Linked DNA regions of Acanthopagrus latus: region 2 is linked to region 1. The links are chromatin contacts, called in public Hi-C maps. All regions are on one chromosome and are shown on one strand. The core of a region is the stretch at or near the end of the contact, and the rest is flanking DNA. Distances in the headings are between cores, read along the strand shown.

The links. A called contact is a pair of places that touch in the nucleus more often than the background predicts.
Region 2: a contact with region 1 is called in a Hi-C map of muscle, with 4 times the contacts expected there. The contact joins the promoter of LOC119015510 here to the promoter of tab1 in region 1. A contact is called at or near these places in 4 of 4 Hi-C or Micro-C datasets (liver and muscle).

The regions. Positions count from the first base shown.
Region 1 is chr1:4,528,747-4,534,416 of fAcaLat1.1, forward strand. tab1 (TGF-beta-activated kinase 1 and MAP3K7-binding protein 1) reads left to right here and starts at 2,408. Exons shown (of 11, transcript XM_037100745.1): 1 at 2,408-3,107; 2 at 5,203-5,333. The coding sequence starts at 3,075. LOC119020947 (synaptogyrin-1-like) reads left to right here. Exons shown (of 4, transcript XM_037100767.1): 4 at 1-1,655.
Region 2 is chr1:4,695,298-4,700,967 of fAcaLat1.1, forward strand. LOC119015510 (transmembrane protease serine 6) reads right to left here and starts at 3,440. Exons shown (of 17, transcript XM_037092202.1): 1 at 3,100-3,440; 2 at 1,766-1,895; 3 at 698-840; 4 at 401-468; 5 at 128-315. The coding sequence starts at 3,189. LOC119028782 reads right to left here. Exons shown (of 11, transcript XM_037115053.1): 11 at 3,962-5,670. The coding sequence ends at 5,416.

The DNA of each region.
Region 1 (5,670 bases), core at 1,158-3,657:
GCTGCTCTGTAGTCAGGATCAGCTAAGAAATCAAAGTTCCTAGTAGCAGTTTTACTTAAAACACTTGCTAAGTGCACAAAGCGATGTGTGTATGGCTTTCATTACAGCAAAGGAACAATTTATTATTCATAATAATCAGTAATGAATAGTACGTTTAAAAGAGCTGGAATAGATTGTGATATAACATTCTTAGTTTATGGAAAAGTCCATGTTCTGGGTACGGGTGACACGGTATTACATTGGCGCTGTATAATTTTGACCTGGTGATTATTAGTGTGTAGAGGGAACAGTTAATGCATTTAGCTGTGGGAAGAAATTCAGTGGATTTCATACCTTTCACTTATTGGTCTGTTGAAAAAAAGGGAGGCATGGGGAGCCTCACAGGAAATAAAAAAGGGGGTTCAGGGTATCATGGGAGGGGGCGTGGGATGCAGATAGACACTCGATGCAGTCAAAGATGTCAGGAACAGTTTATGGGTTAAAAAAATAAATAAAGATCACACAGGAGGGTGGGAAGAAATCCAGAGGTCGAGCTTTTTTGCAGAAACGGTCACCCTGTAGCAGATCAATGCTCTGTGACCGCATCGCCTTCATCTTCTGAGGTCTGCTGTCAGTCAGCAAACATGACTGCGATCAGTGTTAATTGGAACACACACACACACACACACACACACACACACACACACACACACACACAGCTGAGAGGTGCATTACAGGATCTCAGCATAGACAAACAAGCAGCAGTGGCATACCTGGCAACTAATTCCCCTCAACTTGTTAAATGGGAGTGTGTTGGTGTGTGTTGAAAAGTCTCCTTTGGGTTTTAACGATGTGCGGATGTGGGACAGTGTGTGTTTTCTTGTTTCCTCCCCCGAAGAACAGGCTTTTTTCTTTTCTTTTCCTTTTCTCGAATGATGCCTTAGTGCCGACTGCCAAGCGAAATCCACCGAACACGGGGCAACGTGTACCCTACATGCACAGTATCGCAGCTCTCTCTCAGCATCTTTACAGCGAAAGCTCAATGTGTTTTGTCTTGTTTTTGTCCTTAAGCACCAAAAAAAAAAAAAAACCCAAAAAACAAGCATTTGTCATCTTTGTGCATCCAGAACGACAAAAATCAGCAGGCCTACAGACGACTAACCACACTGAAGAGCTGCAGGTTCTTTATCCGTTTCCCACTTTACTTCAAACTAAATCTGCAGATGAGGCAACCATGATCATCCTGAGTATTTATGAACATGCATAGCTCCATTTTCTTAAAGAATAAAGTATATCTCTCTATAAATATATGTAAATCTATAATTAAGTATATTAGAGTGTTTGGGGGAAGGAAAAAAAAGATCATGCTTTATTTTAGGGCATTATGCTAGTTCTGTACAAAAAAAAGAAAAGACAAAAGAAAGAAGATCTATGTTCTGTTGAGTGTTGTTGTGATGAGATTTAACGGTGAGGTCTTCCATGCCTCGTCCTTTATTTTGCTTTCAGGCTAAGGAGATGTTTTTATTTTGGGATAATAACTATAAAAGAAAAAATACAGCGACAAAAAATGTGACCAAATTATCAAAAGTATATATTCACATATATACTTTATACCGTACAACCGTGTAGACGTAGAACATGTGTGACGTTCCTGTGTGAAATCTGTACGATTTAGGAAAAAAAAAAAACATTGTGTACAAATGTATGTTTTTGATGTGTTTCGATTTTAACCAATAAAAATAAAGAAAATACTGATAAAGATATGAATGAGTGGTCTGAGATTTTGGGGGGGTTTAGTTGCATTTTCACTGCTGTCCCTCTGTTACATCCATCCTGGATTGTTTTTACAGGAAATGCAGATTAATGTTTTTCCTGATTGTTCATCACACACAGAGAGAAACAGCTATATTGTTACCGTCAGGTCATTGCAAGTTTTAAGAACAGATGTGATGCTGATCTGCTAAATGCAGTTTGTCTCCCTCCAATGGCAATATTTTATACCTAATCTAAGTTCAGATTTTATATCAACATGCTTTGATTTAGTGAACGATAAAGCATATTCATAGCTCTTATAATTCACTTTACTGACCCCTGTAGATCAAAATAATGGATTGCATTAAAGGGAAGCTGCTTAGTAATGATTTACTGCAATTCCAATCAGTTTCTTAATTTCTGAGTGTATAATAAATATTAAAAGCATACCAGACCTTTATAAAAAGAGCATCCAAACATACACCTCCTCCTGAAAATCCATTTATTATATTAAATTATCATATTTATTTTACTAGAATATAATAATAAGAGCGAGCCGAAATACTAATTATACTGGCATAATGGTATTAATTGCGTCACTGAATGAAGTTCAAATGTCATCAAGATAAATTTATGTCGATGATGCCCATGAGGCTTAACACCCATCGGCATCAGGTGGGTGCAGTTTACTGTTGCAGTTCATTTTTGAACCACAAGGTGGCGACGTTGTCAAAGAAATCCCACCTAGCAACAAACAGGAAGTGGTGTTTGCATGTTTATTTTTTCCTCCATCTTTATTTTATTTTATTTATTTCATGTTATGAATTAATGAACTCTGCACAGGTGTTACGTAGCAAATGCGTCGAGAACGGATTTAATCTCGCAATAAAAATAATAAAATTCACGAGCAGAGCAAAGTAAGACGGGTGTTGCCTTAAAGGGGTGTCGGAAATGTGTCGATTAATGATCGGTAAATCTGAATGTGAAACGCCAAAAACACACGAGAATGGAAGACATTTGGAGGAAGGTGTTAAATCGGTGCTAGCAGCTGAACCAAAACATTGATAATTAATAATAATGTAATGTATGGAGCGGAAAATGGGTTTATTTGTATACAAAAATATAAATAAAAACAAAAGTGCTAAACCAACTGTTCTCGTTATATTTTCAAGCTTTGACATATGAGTTGTCACAGAACCCACGATAAATGCTCTTACGGTGTTTGTATTTTTTATTATACTGTGTTAGTTTCCTACTTAATACATTGACAGGTGGGTGTATTCGCTCGATGCTTGTTTTTTGGATTTTACGATGGATCCTGAACGCATCGTGTACCGTCCAACATGGCGGCCCAGCGAAGGAATTTGATGCAGAGCGTGAGTGAAAACTGAGCTATTATTCACTCTCACTGACCTCTAATGTCACTGCTGGACTGCTCGTCAGGACCACTTCTGTTTCATTTATCTCCCCTGGCCGTCGACGTGTTTGTTTCGTTCACTTAAGTGTGTTATTTCGTGTCATTCAGCGATGCTAGTGCTAGCTACTTTAGTTGGAGCTTGGGAAGTGTTTTGCTAACAGTTAGCTAGCTAGCCCAACTTTAATCTCAAAATAATGCGATTTCTTAGCGTCTAATCACTCAGGACAGTCGGGATTAGTGAGAGGAGGAGGTGGTTTTCATTCGACAAGTACCTATTGTGCAGTGTCCTGTCACACACAATGAGTGGGTTAACAGAGACTCAGAAATGGTTAATTACTGAAGCTAACTTTTAAGCAACAACCAACTAAATGGACCATTTATTCTCTGCGATTGTTAGAGTAATGTTTACACTCATGTTAATGTCAGCATGCAGAGACGATGTCGGTCTGTCGTCAAGGTGTAGAGAAGTTAATCAGCTTTTGTCGCCAAGTTTTTGCACGAATTCAAGAATTGTTGCTGTCACTGTGTGTAAATGGACAAACAGCTGAAAACAGTAACAACAAAGATGAACAGAGATGGTTGAACACGAACAGTGCTATGATGCACATATAAGTGAACAAATGGGTGTAAATGACTTTCACCAACAGTACACAGTGTCTGTACGCAAGTAAATTGTGCAAAATAATGCAAATTTAATTGAAATGCACTATGTGGGTGGTTGCATATAGTAGATGAAGGATGTAAACCATAATTATTTTGTTCATTATTAGAAACTGAAAATACATATACGCACACACACACCGTTGTTGGGGTGCTGGTAGTAGAATGCTTACAGGCCAGCCCCATCTACATAAAAATATTAACAAAAACCATGTAAGTCAAGAGAGGATGCCCAATGTCAGCCACTTTGACAATAAACCAATAAACAAATGCCTCTTCAGGGGACAATCAGACTGAAATGTGCCCCTACAAGCACCAGTGCAAAAAAAAAAATGTCAAAACTGAAGGTGTAAATGAGTTTGGGTCTCCTCGGTGGAATGAGGTGGGGCAGACAAGAGAACACAATAGGGCCTAAACAGATCTGAGTTTCTGGCTGGTGATCTGAGGGGAGGAGGTTCAGAATGAGGGCGAGGGCCCCTCTGGGTGCCGTTCCCCCACCTCTTTTAAGCCTTCACATAAAGGGCGTCGTCACACCATGATTGGCTGGGAGTGAAATGTCCCCAGCTGCTTCCACTCCTCAATCAGGAGCCAGTCTTCACCACCACCTTGTGCACAGGTGATCTGAATCTCCTGCAATTAGTCCAGATGGATTTTTGAAAATCAGCCCAAAACAAACTGAAGTTAGCCGGTCTTTGAATATGGAACTGCTACACCGTGACAGTAAAAAAACAAAACAAACAGTAACACAAAGCATGGTAATGTTTTTAGGTAAGCCAAGGGCGAAACAGGTTTATTTTAAGACTTCCATATACAGGAGAAAGTTGTCAGCTCAAAGGGAAATGTGTTAAGAAGTGCACATACACCACACTTGACAATGCTAAAAAAAAATACCTTAAAATGGAGAGAATACAAGACCAGCCGCTCACACAGACAGCAGGGAACCATTGAACTTGAATTTGAAGTCATTCTGGCCGAGTCAAAACACAGGGAACACAGTTTTCAGTTTTATGAAACTACTTAATTTGATGGAATTCTGTTAAAACGCTGTGAAAATTGTATGCTGGATGAATTAATCTGTCTACTAGTCAAGTAGCAGTCTATTTGCTAACACTTGATAGTGTAATTAGGAGGTTTCAGGGGAGCGATAATTGGGTTTCCACAGAAAAACCACTAACTGCCTCCATTATGGTTTTAACAGTTTATCTACAAAATACAAAGTATTTGTGAAAACGGAACATCTGTTCATGAGTTTATACTGTCATCAGCTCAAATCCTGGAGTGAGCTAAACTATCACACTGCAGCAGATCCACAAGCAGATCATTATCTACACACATCACTACTTATTCTGTAACATATAGAGAATCCTTATTCCTTTGTTTTGTTGACCTGACAGCATCAGAGCTGGACAGATGACCTGCCGCTGTGTCAGATGTGTGGGGTCGGCACTGCGCCCAACTGTGTGTACGGCCCCGATGGTAAAGGAACTCAGAGCCACACCAACGAGGATGGACACCTCGGGTTCAGGTGAGACGCCGCTGAAACGAAAAACACCCTCACTAAGTACAGCGAAGTCAGGAAACAGGAATAATGTCATACCAGGAGTCGCAGCTGCTGCCTGCATGTCAGAGAAACAAGATGACTTATTTCTGCAGCATTATTAGACAATCTACTGTTCAACCAGCTGAAAGCATCATGACATTGATGGTTCCCACTTTGGGAAGAGGACCCTGAACCTGGGAGGGATTCTCTGTCTTGCTCAAAAACAATTCAGCAGGGGAGACTCTTGTCAACACAGGGCTCTAACGAAGTGTCTAAGCCTCCACACTCAGTCATCAGTTTATGGTATAAAATGCAACTCTGA
Region 2 (5,670 bases), core at 2,190-4,689, 170 kb after region 1:
GAGAAATTAAACTATAAAAACAAACACTTTTTATATGTACCTGTATTCATCTTCCTTCACACGCACCTTACACACACACACACACACACACACATTGTTCCTCCCTCTGCCCCTCACTTGTTCTCACCGCTGACGGACAGCGAGGGGAGGTGGAGGATGTATCCGCCGAGGCACGCCGTCTCCTCCTCCCCCGACCTTCCGTACCACCTCAGGCCTTTCTCCAGGCTCGCGGTGACCTTCTCCAGTGTGACCCTCCCAACATGGCTGCCTGGCACAGACATCACTATCCAGAAGTGAGCCACGACACTCCCCTCCCTGCAACAAACACAAGACGAGATCAGAATCCACACAGCGTATATACACTACAGTACAGTATCACTACTTTGTTTGAGCCGCATACCCAAAGGCGAAGACGGTGGTGGAGTTGAAGTAGCGAGAAAGACTCGAGCCCTTCATTATCTTCTCTATCTGAAAGACAGAGAAATACACTGTCACCTGCTTACATGTGGAAACACAGCTGAAAGGTGCATTTATGTACTACCTGAGATGCTAGCGACTAAATGTTAACTTATGATAACAGCACTTTCCAGGGGGACAGATCTAAAAGTCTTATTGCTTTAAAACTTGCTGGTTTTTGCTTTGAAAATTAGCAAACCAACAGCAGTGGGTACCAGAAGACTCGATGCTCTCTGCTCACCAGTTTCTGAACTCCCTTGGCCTCTTTCTTGAATGCAGCGTTGTCGTGAGAGGACAGATCAGCTGTGAAGTTCCGGTTCATGATGGACACGTAGGCCGTGTACTGCTGCTGGACGCGAGGCTCCAACACCCAAACCCTGTATTCTGTTACGGAGGACGGCATGAAGATCAACACAGTATATATAAACAAGACGTCAAGTCTAGCTAGCAGCTGCTGTGTACCTAGGCTGCATATTGACTACAAAGTGTAGCCAGCGTCTTGTTATTGGAAGGTCGCTAGTTCGATTCTCTTGGTCTGCATGTCGAAGTGTCCTTGGGCAAAATACTGAACCCCAAAACTGCTCCTGATGTGCTGGTTGGCGCCTTGCATGGCAGCTACCGTCATCAGTGTGTGAATGTATGTATGAATTACTGTAAATCACTTTGGATGAAAGCGTCTGCTTAATGCCCTGAATGTAAATGCTAATGTCAACATGCTAGCAAGTTTAGCAGGTCTATCTACACTGTTGCTGTGTCTCAATCCAGGGTCTGCATCCTTCGGAGGAGCATTTGAAGGCCAATTACGTCACAGTGCCAATTCGAAGGCTCCTCCAAAAGCTCACTCTTTTCCTTTTTTTTTTGGAGGATGCACCGCTACGATCCTTCGTGGCCTCACATATCCCAAAGATTCTCCGAAAAAGAAGAAAGAAAGAGAAAAAATGGCGACACCGCATGGCGTAGATCATCACTTCTTGCAGGCCTGCCCAGCAGAAATCATGATATAAGGGTAAAACATCTGGTGACGCAACCAGGAAATGCTCCAAAGGCTAGACCGTCCCAAGGTCTCTCTGAAGGACTCGCCTTTGAAGACTGCAAAGGCCGGGTCCTTCGAAGGATGCAGACCCTGAATCGAGACCCAGCATATAAATCCAAACTATCCGTGCTTCGGTGCCCAACTCCAAACATCTGGTGCCCCTTTTTATTTGTTTTGCCCCTGCCCATCAAACATCCTGAGTCCCCCTCTGTGGTCACATTAAAGGAAAAGTCAATTGGTCAATTGATTGATAGAGAAGAAAAAAAAACTCTTTACCCAAGAAGTACCAGGCCAGTGCTGCTCCTGCCGCTATGAGGACGACGATCATGATGACGGCCAGGAGACATTTACACTTGGACCAGGTCTTCCTGGTGGGCGGAGCCACAGCTTGTCCACCAGCTCCTACCTGAGGAGAGCAGATTTAAAAAAAAAAAAAAAAATGACTTTCTTTTGGGTTGAAAATGTAAATTCAGATCCAGTTTGTCTCCTCATACAGTATCTGAGCGAGGGCACGACAGAACATACTGCACACAGGAGCAGAGATGTTTCCTCCCGGTGGATTATGTTTAGTCATGGGGCTGTTGTGGTTTGTATGTTTCGCTCCTTAGACAACAAGCTGACATATAAACATTATCTTTATAGTTTAGGACTTCAGCATCATAGCTTTCTGCTTTCATTGCCCACAACAAATCAGCCTAACGTTACGTAGTTACATTCTCATTCCCATTTGTTGAATGTTTCTAATTTCTCTCCTCGTGCCCTTTTTTAATCTTTTCTTTCCTTTTCTGTTTTCAAACTGCAACAGTATTCGCTGAACAGTGATGATGCATTTTGGCTTTTATTTTGTAAAAGGTAGGTGAGTGTCTCCACCTCCATCACATCCCAGATGCAATCAGTCTTCAGGTCAAAATCAAAACATCTGAATGCTTAATTTAGAGATTTAATGCAGCAACTTTCTCCATTTTTACTGCCCCAACTCGGCCCAAATGGTGATTCATGCGTTCGATATGAATGCGAATGGCTTTCAGCTGTACTGTGTTATTATTTTATACTTTATCGCGTTTATTTCTTCTGTGTTGAACTATCATACATTGCCTTTCTTATCGTAAAGTTAAAATAAGCAAATCATCAAAATCTGTGGAAACATAAAGGTTTGTTTAGTTACTACCATTCATCTTGAATTAAAAACAAATCGATGGGAGATATATGAATGTATTTATTTAATTTATTCCAACCCCACACTTCAAGTCAGGCTCACCCAGGCAGGAACACGCGACAGGAAGTTTTGTTTTAAGTGCAGGAAACTAAAAATCAGGCAACTTATTTTTGGGGACATCTGTTTTAATTCCTGCTTCATCTTGCTTTTTTTTTGCCCTATAAAACCATCCCGAAACTAAATGCGCGTGAAAGCAACTTCTTCTTGAGGAGGTTTCAGTTCCCAGCCAGAGCAAACAACATTCAAAACAGAAGCCTCAAATTGAAACAGGCCTACATATGCAGACCTCTGTTCAACACTGGTATAATTCAACAACTCCACCAGTTTGATAGAAATCAATCTGAACATAGAGAGGTATATATCAGATTATACGTGTGGTACATGCATTACTGACCCCATTGTCCAGAGAAGCAGGAATGACCACCTGGTCACATGAGACTGACTTCTTGGAGCCGTAACCGAGCGCCATCGCGTCACTCCTCATCCTTCGTTCCTCCAGAAATCATCTCACTGTCCGTGGAGGCTCACCGATGTCTGAATTCGAGTTTTAACTGATTTCATTTAGCATCTCTGGTGAGCACATAGCCAGACATGTTGCTCCAACAGACAGAGTGTTTCCCCCCTCTGTTTGTAAGTCCAAAGGTAAAAAGAAGGAAAGAAAAAAAAAAAATCAATCAATACTTCCAAAAAAAAAGCTAGCGTGGACTGAACATGGTGATAGAGTCACAACCGATGGCTTGATGGCCACTGATCGTACATGTCGTGGGATCACTGTCTCATCTGAGAGGAGCAGCAGTGACTCAGGTAGGTGCAGGTGTGCTGATGTCACAGATCGTCACCTAGCAACTGTGATGCTCCCAGTCAGCTGCCCCCTGCACAGGTAAACACGATGGTGAATGAGGCGGGGTCAGGCTATTTGTGGACTCGCTACAGTTCATTTCACTTTCCACACAAACAAGAATTCCCAATCGGCCATAAAGTGCACAGAGAGAGAGAGAGAGAGAGAGAGAGAGAGAGAGAGAGCAGGAGGAGAGATTTGTGCATTAAAGGACGACTGACAGTTCAAATTTCTCGTTACAGATTCTTTATTTGTAACACTGAAGCTCTGAGCAGGTGAGCTGCCGAAATACATGTCAGCTAAATTCAGCTTCACACTGTGTGTCGCACCGAACGAAGTCGGGGTGTTACAGTTACGACTTTGATGAAGTGAACTTGTGACACACACACAGACAAAAAGAAAAAAATCCAGGTGTGACTTTACCTGTGGCCCAAACATACTCACATTTATTCTAAATGAAATGTCATCATGTACATCATACAAACATCGTACCTTTTTGTTATTACACCATTTCAATGAAACATTTTACTGTTTTATTATTATCATTGTTGTTGCTTTTTTTAAAAATTTATTTTCAACATGCTTCCTTTTAAAACTGCTTTATTGTGTATATTTCTGTTGTATATATTAGTTTTTACATTGGTGGTTTTCTGTGGACAGCAAAGGAAGACGTTCATTGTGCAGAGAAACATGTTTCCGTGACATTAAACACTGTGAATCTTCACACAGTGGACAGAGAAAGAAAAGCGTTACAGTGCTGCACTTCTGCACTTCTGGGTTGTTATAATAAAATAATAATATAAATAAAAAAAATCATAAAAAGATAAAATATGAGATCAATCAGGATGTCAAAGATGAGTTAGCATACATTTTCCAATCTCTCCGTTCATCTCCATAGTCAGTAGTTCTTGAAATAGCTGCCATACAAATATAAATAAGCATGGTTTATATGGATTCCACATACAGTATATATAACGTTAAAGTCGTCCTTCTGGGTTTTTGTCCACTGGTGACGCTAGAGAGTTTTTTGAGGGGGTGGGTCACCATATTGTTTATGTTTCCCATGAGCCTCAACGGACAAGAGACACTCAGAAGAAGAGGAAGAAGGAAGGAGGGCTCCATGGAGTCACATCATGTTTGTTTTACATTTTAAACACGTCACCAGCTACTTCAGAACATGCTAAAACACTTGTTTTGGACTAGAGAACTTTGGAGGTGAATTTCTCCTTTAAGCAACACAATGAATGTCGCCAGACACACACTAAAGCAACAAAATGAGATCAAATGAAGCTTTAAAATAATCAGACACAAAGCTGTTATTTTGCTTGTGGATACTTGATTATCTGAATATCTGCCTGAGTCACATCGATGTAGCCTTTTATCAGCAATGTTTGACAGTGAAGATCTGAACATCTTTTGTTTTTCTTGGATTGACAAACCCCTCATAGATAAACACAGGTAGACATTGGCTATACAGGTTTCTCACTGAAGACACAATTACCAGAATATGTATTTATGTGTATGTATATATATGTTTGTTTGTTTTTTTTTTTTGTTATTCTTTCTGGTCCAGGACATAATTGAAACATAAAGACAGCAGATGTACCTTTTGCTTTTTCTCTTTCTTGTTCCATAATGTTGTCATTGGCAGGGTTTTCCTTTGTTTTGACATAGATAAAGATAAATACTCATTAGGAAGACAGTGTAAGAAGAAAATACATTTGTAACATTCAAACTGTCATCGGCGATGAGACTGAAATGTTGAAACGATTGTCAGGTGTTGGTGGGAACGTTTACCGCCTCTACGCCGATAAGCTGTCGTGCTACATACATTTATTGTACAGCATTTGCTGCTCGGCCTGATGTCTGTATTCAGTTCTGCTCCTGCCTTACTGGCATGTATCCATCACCAGAGGGCTCCACTGGCCTGCTGGCTGACATCAGAGCCATCCTGCCCAGTATGTGAATCGGCAGAGGTCCCAGATCGGGACTCAAAGCTGCCGCAGAGAAGTTCAGGGGCAGCGGAGTGAAAGAGGGCAGGGAGCATGCCAATGTGCTGGAATGAAGAGGAGGAGAAAACAGGAGGCTCGTGGACTCAGTGGTCTGAACAGCTTCCTCCAGGCTCTC